Linked DNA regions of Mus musculus: region 2 is linked to region 1. The links are chromatin contacts, called in public Hi-C maps. All regions are on one chromosome and are shown on one strand. The core of a region is the stretch at or near the end of the contact, and the rest is flanking DNA. Distances in the headings are between cores, read along the strand shown.

Region 1 (6,220 bases), core at 1,198-3,697:
CATTGGGAAGAGAGGCACCTTGGTCTTGCAAACTTTATATGCCTCAATACAGGGGAACGCCAGGGCAAAGAAGTGGGAGTGGGTGGGTATGGGGGACTTTTGGGATAGCATTTGAAATGCAAATGAAGAAAATACCTAATTTTAAAAAAAAAGTCTGTTGATTGTCTGAGGCATACGTCTCTGAAAAACTCCCTTTCCCTGAAAAACCAGTTAAGAGAGTGTGTATATGAGTGTGCGTGTGCGCAGTTGCATGGTGTGCACGGTCACAGAACAATGTGTGGAGGTCACAGAAGAACTTTAGGAGCTGACTCTTTCCTCCACTTCTCTGTGGGTTCTGGAATTGAGCTCAGGTCTCCAGGCTCTGGGGCGAATGCCTTACCCACTGCACCAGCTCCCCAGACCCTTCCTCTTTCTTTACCTAATGTTTTAAAATCAATTCCAATGAAGGCAGACATCTAACACTGTCACAGCAGTGCAGTGCTAAACCTAAAGGCTGGCGTCAGATCCAAGGCTTGCTTTACACTTGCTTGGTAGATGGGGCTGGGTAAGTCATGGTCTCTCATGGTCTCTGTTCTAGCACCTGAAGACAGAACGAATCAGCTTCAGTGGCCCCAAGTGACTCTCCAGCTCTGCTGAGCTCTGTCTCCTGAAAACAGTGTGCTATTGCCATACTCAGGCGTGCATCCTCAGCCCAGCGGCACATGCAGCCATGTTGACTTAGAGATGGCTCCTGGGAAAATGCCCCTCACCTGTCACTCAAAATGTCAGACCCTCCAGGCACCATCAGCCCCAGCACACACTTGAAGCAGGATGGTAGCACACGAGCACCTCCAGGAGAATGGCTGCCAGCTTGTAAGTGATGGGGCATCATGATCCAATACAAGATGCTCTGAGGCTAAGCTCACATGCTTTATCTCACTGGGATCATTTGAAAAGAGCTACACATACCAAAGCCTTCCTTCCTGGGGAGGACCAACAGAGGTATGATCAGAAGATGAGAACAAGGCCTTCTCCAGACTCCCTACTGTGTGGGTTAAGACAGGAAGTGCCCTGTGATAAAGATGCAGAGACTTTATCCACTGAATAAGCCATTCTTGCTGCTGACAGTTTCAGGGCCTATTCACTTCAAGAGAGCGAACGGAAATCCTTTGCTGATCATAAAGTTAGGTTTTAGGGACTATGAATGCCGGCTGTTCCCACAGGGAGGAAAGGAGCTACGTTCCTTCACGGAGGTCCACGGTTGACATCCTAGGCCATGGAGCATCTAACAAAGGGACCAGACTTTACTGGGCAAGCCGAGCTTCAGGACAGACTCAGCCTGACAGGGCCCCAGCCCTGCACGCAGTGTCGATGCTACGAACACCAGACAGGAGTGTGTAGCCACCAATGTGGATGACTCCTTTCCATCACAAGAGCATCCAGCCAGGCAAAGATATCCACCTGATAGCAACTCCACATAAAGTGCTATTTCAGTGCCTCGTATGAGCAAAGGAGAAAGGTGTAGAGGGGAATGAGTCTCGTTTTTAAGGAAAGTAACTAACGCTTAATGATACTCCACACTAGACTTCTGCTCTGACATCTCACTACCCTAAGAACCTAGGGTAAGGATGTCCGATCTGAGTTCATTTCACCCTGAAGAAGAAGAAGAAGAAGAAGAAGAAGAAGAAGAAGAAGAAGAAGAAGAAGAAGAAGAAGAAGAAGAAGAAGAAGAAGAAGAAGAAGAAGAAGAAGGTGGGGCTTAGTTGAGGCTTAGGCTCACCTCCAAGCAGTGGGAAAGCCAGGAAACAATCGAGGCTCAGCCTGCCTGGATCCTGAGTTCTTAACCTGTGTCTCACGGCTTCTGGATCCCTGCCTGACCTAGACTAAGCATTTTCTCTCTGCATCCCCACAGAGGAAGAGTAGAGCTTCAAGGAAGCTAGGGAGCGCTGGAGTGATAACATACAACAGGGAACAGAGACAGGAGGGGAGGAACGCCCACTCAAAGGAAGGCATGTGTGTCCAGAAGCTCAGGTGGGGAAGGCATCAGAATATAACAATGAAGATACAATGAAGGTAAGGTCAGGGTTTGTCAGGCAGAGCTAAAGTGGCAGGTTTCAACAGGGCAAAAGTGACCATGCCTTCTCCATCAGTGTCTGTCCTGCCACCTAGCCAAACTGTCAGCATTGTGCACATGCTCCACAACCAGCCTTTGTTTGTTCTGTGTCCTCAATCTCTTCTGACCTGGCAGCTTTGCCCTCTGCCCCCAGACTGGAGTAGACAGGCTGACTTGAAGAGCCACTTCCTTTGAGACCCTGGCCCCTCCAGTGAATGGTGCCCTGCCTTCATAGCTTGTTCTCTCGGGAGAAGGAGCCGTGGCCCTTTTCCACATGAATCGCTTACAGCAGCAGATGCCACAAGGTTGCCTGGAGAGTCTGGAAATGCCATGTTGCCATGGTAACAGCAGACCAAGGTTGGGGATGCTTTATCCCTGATGGGCTGCCCTGCCCTGCCATGCTGCTGGTGAAATCTTCCACCATGAATAAGAACAGAACAAATCTATTCATGGACAAGGAGATGCCGGACATCTTTGAGGAGGTTCAGTTCCAGCATGCACTCTGGGGGCTACTCACCCAATTCCCTGGCTGATCAAGAGGGCCAGGCTCTGGCTGGCTCTGCTTCGGCTCATGTGGCCTAATAGAGTTTTTAACTGGCTCAGCCAACAAAGCAGGCCTTCCCCCACTCCAGCCCCCAAATTACCACTTCTCTTATTTGATGCCGCCAACTGGGGATCTGCCGGTGTGGACCCTGGCAATTAGCACAGCACCCGCATTTGTTGGGAAATTAAGAGCCACTGATTAGCCTAATTCTACGCCATTTACAGGCAGTGAGTGTCAGGCTGAGATCGGCTTTTCCAAATGGTGGCCCGGAGGGTGGCATGTTCACAGCGTGAGTTTGAAATGGAATCAAGGGCCTGGGGAGCCAGACTGCAAAGAAGTAGAGGCAGATCCTTCACCTCCTGTCACCACTGTCCTGTGGCTGGTTCTCTGCTACTTTGTGGATTCTTCTTTTTCCCACCCTTTGTCCCTCCCAGATTTACCCCTATCACTGGATAAGAGAGAAAGGATAGGGGGAAAGAGATAGAACTTTGAGTCTAACTTCTTTCTTCATGTCCTTTCTTTACTTGTAGCTGCTGGTCTTTGCTAATTCGTGTGTTCTTTTTCCCACTCTTTATTCCTCCCCTCCCTGAGGAGGGGGAGATAGAGAGAGGTAGAAAGATCTGAATCCAATTTCTTCTTTTCCTTTGAGCATGACTACTAACAAACCACAATTAATCCCCCCGCCAAATGACCAACAACCACTGACCCCGCCTCTCAGGGCCCTAGCATTTATATTCATTTACTCTCTGAAAAAAATCCCTGAATTCCAGATGTCACACAGATGCAGAAATGATCTGCAGCTGGCAAAGTCGCACCTCTGTTAGAGCTTGAGGCAAATCATAGTCATCTGCTGCAGTCAGTCCAAAGCAGCCCCATTTCCCCACACCTGGCATGAAAACAAAAACACATTCTTGTGTTTTAAAGGAAACCAAAGTTCCAGAATTCTCCCTTCATGGTCTCCCCTAACTCTGCTCACTGAAGAATGGAAGATCAGAAGAAGATGTTTCTAGAGTGAGGTTACACTCCCAAATCATACTGACCCAGAAAGGGAACCTATTTCCCTATGAGACACTCCAGGCTGAGTTCTGCTCTGGAGCAGCAATAGGACCTCTGTGCTTTGGACTAGAGGAGTATGAGCCTAGAAGCCAAAGGGAAGCTCAAAGTAAGAGATCAGGACCCTGACTCTGTTTCTACTCCCTTGACCTTCTGCCAACTAAGCGCCAAGCTGTTGCTATAAGACTGGAGTCTCTTGAAAATAGAACCCTCCATGACAGTTATCTTAAGACTCCTAACCATAGGCTATACCTGGCTCATTATACCTGAGTTATCTCCCTGTCCCATCCCTTGCCTTCTCTGACCAGTCTGTTAGAGGAGAAGCCCATTTGTTTGTACAAAACATGCTGGGGTCATACCCATGTGCAGCTGGCTGGGTGCTTTCCCACAGACAATGGGGAAACTTTCAAATCTCTTCAAGGACTAGACTCCGAGGTGTGGACAGACAGTCCTTTCTAACTTCCCTGATTCAAACTCTAGCTTCAGAGACAAGTCAGGTCTTTCAAGTAACGAACAAAACATTCACTGTACCTTTTTTGAGCCATGATATCTGCCTTAAGGAATGAGCAGTCTAGAAGACCATCAGATATCCCCTAATAGATGAAGAAAAGCTGCTGTGGTAGAAACTCAGACGTTCCAAACATGGAGAACACTGTGAACAGAGACCTGGTTGGACTCTGGGAAGCTCCACACTAACAGCAGTAGTTCCATTTGGTGGGAGAAACAGAAATGTAGAGAGTAGTAGAAATTTGGCTGACAGGGGGAGATCACTGCAAATGACTCAGGAGATCTAATCTTCAAAAGGCCTAACTATAGATTTTGGACTGTATCTGACAGCTACTTGGCAGTTCCTAAGACACTGGGTAGTAAGAGGAGAGCAAAGTCAGGGTTGTGCTTCAGAGGTAAAATCAGCATCAGCATCTCACTGCTGCTGCCATGGTAACATCTATAAAGCACCTATACAATCTTATATCTTAGACACTTTGGGTTGAATGTGGTTGAAAGTTGACCTGCATATCAGTTTGGAAGCCAAGGTGAAGTCCAGGGTGAATGAAGCCTGAGCTACATCAAGGACAGTGGGGTGCAGAAGAGGAATGGAGGGAGGGAGGGAGGAAGAATGAGAGGGGGGACACCCTTTACAGAGGCAGAGGCAGGACCAAGAGATGGGCACAGATGATGCTGTTGAGGGGGGATCTGGGCAGCTGTGATGGTTTGAGTGAGAATGGCTCCCATAGGCTCCTATGTTTAAATACTTACTTGGTCCCCAGGTGGTAGGAAAGTTTATAGAAGACTAGGAGATGTGACCTTGTTGGAGGATGTATGTGCCAGGCTTTGAGATTTCAAAAGATTCACGACATTTCCAGTGTTCTTTCTCTCTCTGTCCCCTGCTGTGGATCAAGATGGAGCACTCAGCCATTCCTGCCGCCATGCCTGTCTCTGCTCTGCCATCGTGGACTCTAACCCTCTGAAACTGCAAGCTAAATTAAATGCTTTCTTTTACAAGTCGCCTTGGTCATGGTGTTTTTGTCACAGCAGTAGAAAAGCAACATAGACCGGAGACAGCAAAGATGGAGGTCACAGCTAGGTGGAGGGCATCTGATTCCTGGACTTAGCTCTAGCTGATAAATCTAGACTCTGACTCTCAACAAAGTCAAAACACTCCTCTGGTTATTTCAAGTTCAGGGAAACATCTGCTGAGGAACAGCCCACAAGTCAAGGGCAGACGTCTTAGGAAAATTTATTCCCCTGTAGGCTGCCAGGGTCCTACCAAATGTACTTCTTGGAGAGAGGAAAGGTCCAGAGAAGAGACCCCATGCCTAGATAGTGAAGGTCTGTCATGAGATATACTAGAATATGACTCCCAGGTAAGGAAGAAGCCCCACTTCTCAGCCTGGTTTTTGCTCCCCTATCCTGCCTGGTATCTCTTCAGTGGGATCTTAGTCCAGAGGGACCCTGGCCCTTTATGAAATATAAGGGCTGCCTGTTCTGAGACCACATTACTCTTGTGCCTCCCACATCTCTCCATCCTCATGTAAGGACTTCTCATCTTGCCCTACCCTTAGACTATATAGCCTCATGCTCTGTCCTAGAGTTTGAAGATGCTCATCCACATCTCCCATTCCATTCTAAAGGCCAGCGAGGCTCAGCTCAAGCCCCACATCCTGTAGAAAGTCTGCAACAGTTGTTATGGATACGCTTCAGGGCAGTAAAGGGACTCTGAGCTCACCCTCTGTCCCAGTCCTTTAAGCTCTACGGAAGGGGTAACAGCTGGAACAATGCAGAGGCGGTCCACTCTTCAATCAAGTTCACAGCCTTTTCCCTCCCGACAAGCCTCCCAGGAACTCTGCAGCTCTGCTTTATTTCACCTGTCCATGCTGCAGACTGTGTCACCAGGTGAGAACAATGGCTATTGTCTCTCTGTACTCTGCACAGTGACGTGCACAGAGCAGTAGACTGCAGGTGGCTGAGAAAATAGAATCCTCAGCAATCAAAGGTGCAGGAAGACAACAGGTCCTAGGAAAATGCAGGAC
Region 2 (6,220 bases), core at 2,569-5,068, 150 kb after region 1:
TGGGCAGTAGAGAGGTGCTGGGCCAGGGCCCGCTGGGGTCTGATCCTGCTTCTGCTGTCCCTTGGCTGTGAGAACGTGGGGACAAGCCATTCCTTCCCTATCTATGCCCCTGGGGTTTGGGGTTTTTTTTTTCTTTTATTAGATATTTTCTTTATTATCATCTCAAATATTATCCCCTCTCCAGGTCTTCCCTCTAGAAACCCCCTGTCCCTCCCCCCCCTGCCTCCATGAGGGTGTTCCCCCTCCTTCTCACCCTGGCATTCCCCACTGATGCCCAACAGTGCCATCCTCTGCCACATATGCAGCCGGAGCCATGGAGCCGGAGCCTCTCCATGTGTACTCTGGTTGGTGGTCCAGTCCAAGATGAGATAGCATCAAGACTCTGCATTTTCACCAAAATGGCAAATAAATAAATAAACAAACAAACAACAAAACAGAACTGAACCCTTGACAGCAGCAACCAGAAAGGGAGAGTGTGCAGAGAAGAAACAAAAGGTGGGAGGGAGCCTTCCGTCAACCAGGCAGGGAGGCGCACGCGAAACTCAAGGTAAGAATATGGCTGGGGACTAGACGCCTAAACGCTTCCTGCCTGTTCACATGGCCCCAACAACTATGTAGGCCCTTGTATATCTAGCCCTGCGTCAGACCCTCACAGCTGTAAAGACGACAGTGACCCTCATAGTTGACCCTGAGCAAAATGAGGGCTAGTAATTAGGACAGGGGCTGCTTTCTCTGACCCTCCCTTCCTCACAGGTCAGATGTGAATGGCCCTTACCTGACAACATTTCCATAGGCATCAAAGAGATGATGTATGTAAATCCTAGCAGAATGACTTACCTTGATAAATGAGGATCCCTCCCTCAAACACCCCCACCTCTTCAGAGGACTACGGAGAAAAGCCCTATCATTGAAGTCTCTAAGGTACTTCCAAGGCCCCAGCGAGATGGTTCAGTGGTTAAAAGCACCTGCTGCCAAGCCTGGTGACAAGAGTTCAATCCCAGGGAGTCATACTGTAGAAGAGATAGGACTGCTGAAAGTTGTCTTTTGACTTCTGCATGTGTCACGTGTGTGCTATGGCACACACACGCTCACACATATATACCCTCGCCCCCTACAGACATCCACATCCACATAGTAATAAAATGTACAAGATGAAAGGAAACGTGATGGCTTGCTAAATGACCAGAAGACAGACCAGGGAGCCAGAAGACTCAAGCCTTATGTCATGGATACTAAGAGTGACCCAACCCTTAGAGGAAAGGGCTCCCTTAGAGTCCAGTGCACCTCACTCTGAGCCAATGGCTAAAGCCTGGGCAGAAGAGCCTGTAAGAGCCAGAGAGGCAGGGCCCTTCCTTGTACAACTCCTAGTTATCATACACTCAGTCCCTCATGGAAACCCCTGGCATTGCTTTGGCAGCACATGTGGACCCACTCCACCACACCTGCACATGTCCCATGACTTCCCACCTTGCCTGGCCTACACCAAGCAGTGGACACCACAGTGTACTCTCACTGTAGAGACTGCCTCTCAGTCCTCCTCCTGCAGGGAACACCCTGCCCAACCTCAGCCAAGGCAGAGGGGTGTGTGTGTGTGTGTGTGTGTGTGTGTGTGAAGGGATGCAGACAGAAACTATGAATAAGTGAACAGCCCAACCCTGTGGGGCAGAGAAGTTATGATCATGGCTCTCATTTTACAGGCAGAAAAATGCAGGCCCAGAGAGGCTAAAGGACTTACCCTGGGTGCCAGCAACTACAAACTGGAACTCGGAGCTCACCCTTCAGAGCTGCCTAAGGTAAAATCATTTTCAGATTGAAAAGGAGCAGATTCCTCCAAGATTCCTCAAAATGGGCCACTGTCCTCTTGGCACGCACTGAGATCACTTCAGGGAACTGGCTGTCACTGATCAGAGAGCTCCAGAGAGACACTGCAAGGTCTCTGAGAAAGGGCAAAGCATGGTGTCATGTGTCAAGAACCTAAAAATGACGACAAAATTACAGCCTGACCGCTTTGAGAGCACTTCTGGAACAAATCAATCCTCCCCAGGAAAGAGGAGACTTCCTCGAATGGCTCCCCAGCCTCTGCCAGTGACCTCTGAGCCCTTCCCAGGCCATCGAGGAGTCTGAGCGGGGCCGACGGCCTTGCCACAACAATCCTCTTTCCACTATCTTCGGCTCCGTTCCTCCCAGCACTAAGATCTAGGAAACCGTGAGAGGTTGAGCGTCAGCATCCTCCTAAAATAGGCTGGAACCCTGGCCTGACGTGATGGTGCGAGGAAGAGGGGCCTGTGGAGGTGACAAGGTCAGAGGGTGGGGGTCTTCATGAACACTAGCGGTGTGCTCGCCCCTCTGCCACGTCAGAGGCCATGGCTGCCTATGAGCCAGGAGAGTAGACTCAGAGAGGAACTGCCAGCACTTTGGTAACACTTCCTAGACTCTGGACTGTGGGAAATAAGGTTCTGTTATTTCTAAGCTACCCGGTCCATCTAAAGTAAGACAGCCACTTGCTACACACCCAGTGAGGTCACAGGGAGGGGAAATAATGTGGTGAGAGGTGAGACCAGACCGGGGTGGGGGGGGGGCTCACAGGTCCACGTTGTTTCTTAAGTATCTATGCTATTTTGAAAAGGCCGCTCAACCCTGCTAAGCCCTGGACTGCATGTGGAGTGCAGGGGCAAGGGATCCTAGCTCAGGACACTACGAGGAATCTGTATGTGACAAACCAGAACTGGGCAGAGTGCTGATATATGACGGGTGCCTGGCAAACACCGGTCCCCTACTCCAACCTTGGATGTTACTCTCTTCAGCCTGTCTCCAGCAAGGCTTTGGAAGCCTTGACCTCAAGGAGAACTAATGAGGGGAGGTCCTGGTCAAAACAGAGCCCTTTGCCCATGCTGTGTGTAGGTGGGTGGGAATCAAGACAGCCAAAGAAATGTGCATCTCTGCTGTTCCCCACTGTTTCTAGCTCAGACCCCAATCTCCGGCTCTCCCATAGGACAGCCAGCTAAAGAGCCAACCTCAGCTCATCTCATGAGCAAAGCCCAGCGAGGATTTGAGATCCCTTCAGCTCTGACCTTGCTAATTCTTACTCTAAATGCTGTACACACACACACACACACACACACACACACACCTTGTCCCCAAGGCTGTCTGCCTGCCCATTGCTGCCATCTGGTGGTGGGCAGACCCTGCTGCCCTTGGCTTTAGGCAAGCACTGGGCATGCCCCATGGGTGAATGTACCTACTCTAAAGGTGGCTCTTCCTTCACCGCCGGACACACCCTGCACTGTTCCAGGCCACAGATCAATGGGTATCCATTGCCAAACACAACAACAACAAAAAGAAAACAATGCCAGGTTTTCGCCTCTAGCGAAGATGACGCAGCTGCAGTAGGAGACTGAGCTCACTGGGAGGAAGTGGCCTGCCCAAGGTTGCCTAGCTGCCAGGCTCCCAGGACAGTACACAATTTTACTTTACCACAATGTTTAAGGTAAGTGGGCACTTGCAGATCAAAACTAAAGTTAGCCCAGGGCTGAGGAAAGGAAGCCTCCAGAAGGTGGGAACACAATGTTGCAAACACTTCTTGCAAAGCCAGGAAAATAGTTACGAACTCAAACAGCTTGGGCACCAGCTGGAAGGCTTGCTGGAAAGCTTTGCCATCCTCGGACCTTGGAGGGCAGGTAGCAAGAACATCTGCAGGAGACAGCCCCAGGAGCCAGCACAAGCTAGGTTTTAATCTACGCAGTCATCAGATGGGTGAAGACAGGGGCAGCCATGCATGCATGCGTACTTCCTGCGCTCCACCACACACTACAGGCAGGAGCCTGACTTCCTGCGCTCAACCACATGCCTGCTCTTTATAGGGCCCACATATCATACCCTTGGCTCTGTCTGCAGCCATCTTCTGTGCTACGTAATGCAGGGCCAAAAAAAAAAAAAAGCAACGTGTGGCTTTACGCAGACCACTCTGCCATCCTTCCCTCTGTCATCTCACATCTGCTATGTATTTATTGATGTTTTGTAGGGTGTGTTCCAAAGTCCTTTTTCCTTTAAAATGCTAGACTCTGAATCCTGCACGCAAGCCAAGGCTCCTCAAGGGAATGTAATCAAACAATGCTGCCCTCTAGTGGCCAGATGAAGTCAATTTCCCCCTCCCAGCTTGGCTAGCTAGCCATGCTCCCACTCAATCCCACCCTGCACTGGCCTTTAGCCAAAAGTACCTAACTCCAAGGAAGACAGAGTCGACCGGCTCAGCCCCTCAGCTGTCCCCACAAGAGTGAAGGAACCCTCTGTCCTTGGGAACAGATGCACTCTGGAGCATCAAGACCTTTCATGACTTTCAAGTCCCCTCTGCAGATGAGGAAACAAAGGCTCACGGATGCCCAAAGGAGCCCAAGCTGATCAAGCTGACTCATGACTGAGCCAAAAATAGAGCCCACTTTTCCCGCCTCCTGCTACAGCCTCTTGCCTCTTCTCCATGTGACCTCTCAACTGAGGTCCAGGGAGGAGACTCGTCAAGGGCATCCACGCTGCGCTCACTCACTAAAAGGGGATCATGTCCTGGCCTGAAAGAGTAAGCCATTTTCACTTTCCTTTTGAAATAGCCTTACGAAGGCTACCATCAGACCGGAAGATCTGTCCATCCACGTGTGCATTCCCCCTGCCCCTCAGCACACATAATAAATAAAGTAAAATTTAAAAAGAATAATATCTACAACCTCTGACTGGCCACACGAATGAAGGGGGAGCCAGAGAGTTTTTAAGAGTCTTGCCTTGCTAGCATAGAAAATAAAATGCACTTTAATCAGACCTATCAGAGGTAATATTCTGGTATATTTCTTCCTAATCTTTTTATAACATTAGCTGAGAATTAGAAAGTACCGTGCGAGGCTATCCCTGTAGCATTAAGTCTCCTGAGCGCGCCTCTGAATGGCAGTGTGACGCTCCAGCATGTGACTGTGCCTGAGTTCTTTCAACCCACCCCCCTTTGTTTCATTGGTTTCTGTCATTAGAAATCAGGCAGCTGTGCATGGCATGACAATCACTGTCTGAACACATATATCGATCCTGATTACTTCTTAAGCCAGTTTTATTGTCACAGAATGAAACTGGGGTGGCCATAAGAATAACCACAGGGCCAGCGAGATAGCTCGACGTAAGGGGCACCGGCCTCCAACCAAGTCTGACACCTGAGGTCAATTCCCAGGTCCCACGTGGTAACAGGAGAAACCTGGGCCTTTCCTAGTGCTGTGACATGCTGACTCCCTCAACGGGCAATAAAGCATAGTCATTTTGTTTCCAAAAGACCATGATGTCTGAGACCTCCTACTCAGCACAAGGTAAAAAGAGGAGCCGGGGGCCTGGGAGTCTTACCAGAGGAAAGGAGAAGACAAGAGAACCAACTTGCACACACTCCACCTATTGAAGTGTGACCTTCCCAAAGCCCAACCACAAGCGCTTGCCCTTCCCTCTCGACTCACGCCACAGCGCCTCTCAGAAACCCCAAAGCCCCTGGTGTCCTGGCCACTCCTCTGGCCTCCCACCACACTCTTTATTCATCTCCTAAATATTTAATTTGTTCATCCAACCACAAGCTTTCTGAAGGTAGCTCTGGACTTCAGAGTCCCCTGCATTCCACAGCACAGTGCAGGGTCCACACGCTCCGCATCCCATAGACAAATGCTAAGGGGACCAAGATAACTACATGTCCTTCCCAGACACTTGGGACAATAAAGTACCCATTGTCCAAAGCTAGAGAAAGGTGCTTCTCTGAAGAATAAATGTAGCTCAGTAATGAAGTCAGGGCATTCTGTGACACATGTGGACAAAAGGAGTGAGTCCAAGCTAAGCTTTGTCCACTTCCATGGACCAGGGCGATACAACCAATCAACTGGGAACTCCCCTGTGAAATGAGGATAAGAACACTCCACTTGCCAACTTCCTGCAGGAAAATGCCTGTTACCACACTTTATAGTGACATACAATGACAGCAGTCCATGGCATTGCTGGTGTAATATCAGAAAGCAATGCTGCCCCGTGAGTCACTACATGGCCTTCTGCACCTTGTCCCTGGCTTCTGTCCATACACCTGTCCACTTGGGGGTCAGGCTGTGCTCTTCCACTGAGCAGCAGGGCTTTCTGGAAGCACAAGTCCCTGTACAGAAGGAACCAGCAAGTGTAGCCAGGCTCCTGGGTTTACATAAGCCACACCTCGCTGTCTGTG

Evidence for each region. A called contact is a pair of places that touch in the nucleus more often than the background predicts.
Region 2: a contact with region 1 is called in a Hi-C map of neural progenitor cells, with 4 times the contacts expected there. The contact joins two enhancer-like sites. A contact is called at or near these places in 14 of 39 promoter capture datasets (the 3T3-L1 cell line, the C10 cell line, the HPC-7 cell line and 9 more), 3 of 484 Hi-C or Micro-C datasets (cerebellum, muscle stem cells and neural progenitor cells), 9 of 115 datasets of contacts at active chromatin or transcription factors (T-cell acute lymphoblastic leukemia, astrocytes, embryonic stem cells and 5 more) and 2 of 9 other capture datasets (liver and pancreatic islet).

What each region holds. Positions count from the first base shown.
Region 1 is chr7:46,451,779-46,457,998 of GRCm38.p6, forward strand. The region is part of intron 10 of Sergef (secretion regulating guanine nucleotide exchange factor); the gene reads right to left. It overlaps LOC115486521 (a long non-coding RNA gene), which reads left to right. Exons shown (of 2, transcript XR_003946767.1): 2 at 1-5,194. Among named protein-coding and RNA genes, the nearest start is that of Kcnc1, 58 kb to the left of the region's middle. Within about 2 kb of position 2,448, at least 45 of the 459 cell types and tissues checked have an H3K27ac peak or open chromatin away from gene starts, as enhancers often do. A contact at or near this core is called in cerebellum, neural progenitor cells and neural stem cells, where this site is marked.
Region 2 is chr7:46,603,398-46,609,617 of GRCm38.p6, forward strand. The region is part of intron 8 of Sergef (secretion regulating guanine nucleotide exchange factor); the gene reads right to left. Among named protein-coding and RNA genes, the nearest start is that of Sergef, 33 kb to the right of the region's middle. Within about 2 kb of position 3,819, at least 138 of the 459 cell types and tissues checked have an H3K27ac peak or open chromatin away from gene starts, as enhancers often do. A contact at or near this core is called in cerebellum, neural progenitor cells and neural stem cells, where this site is marked.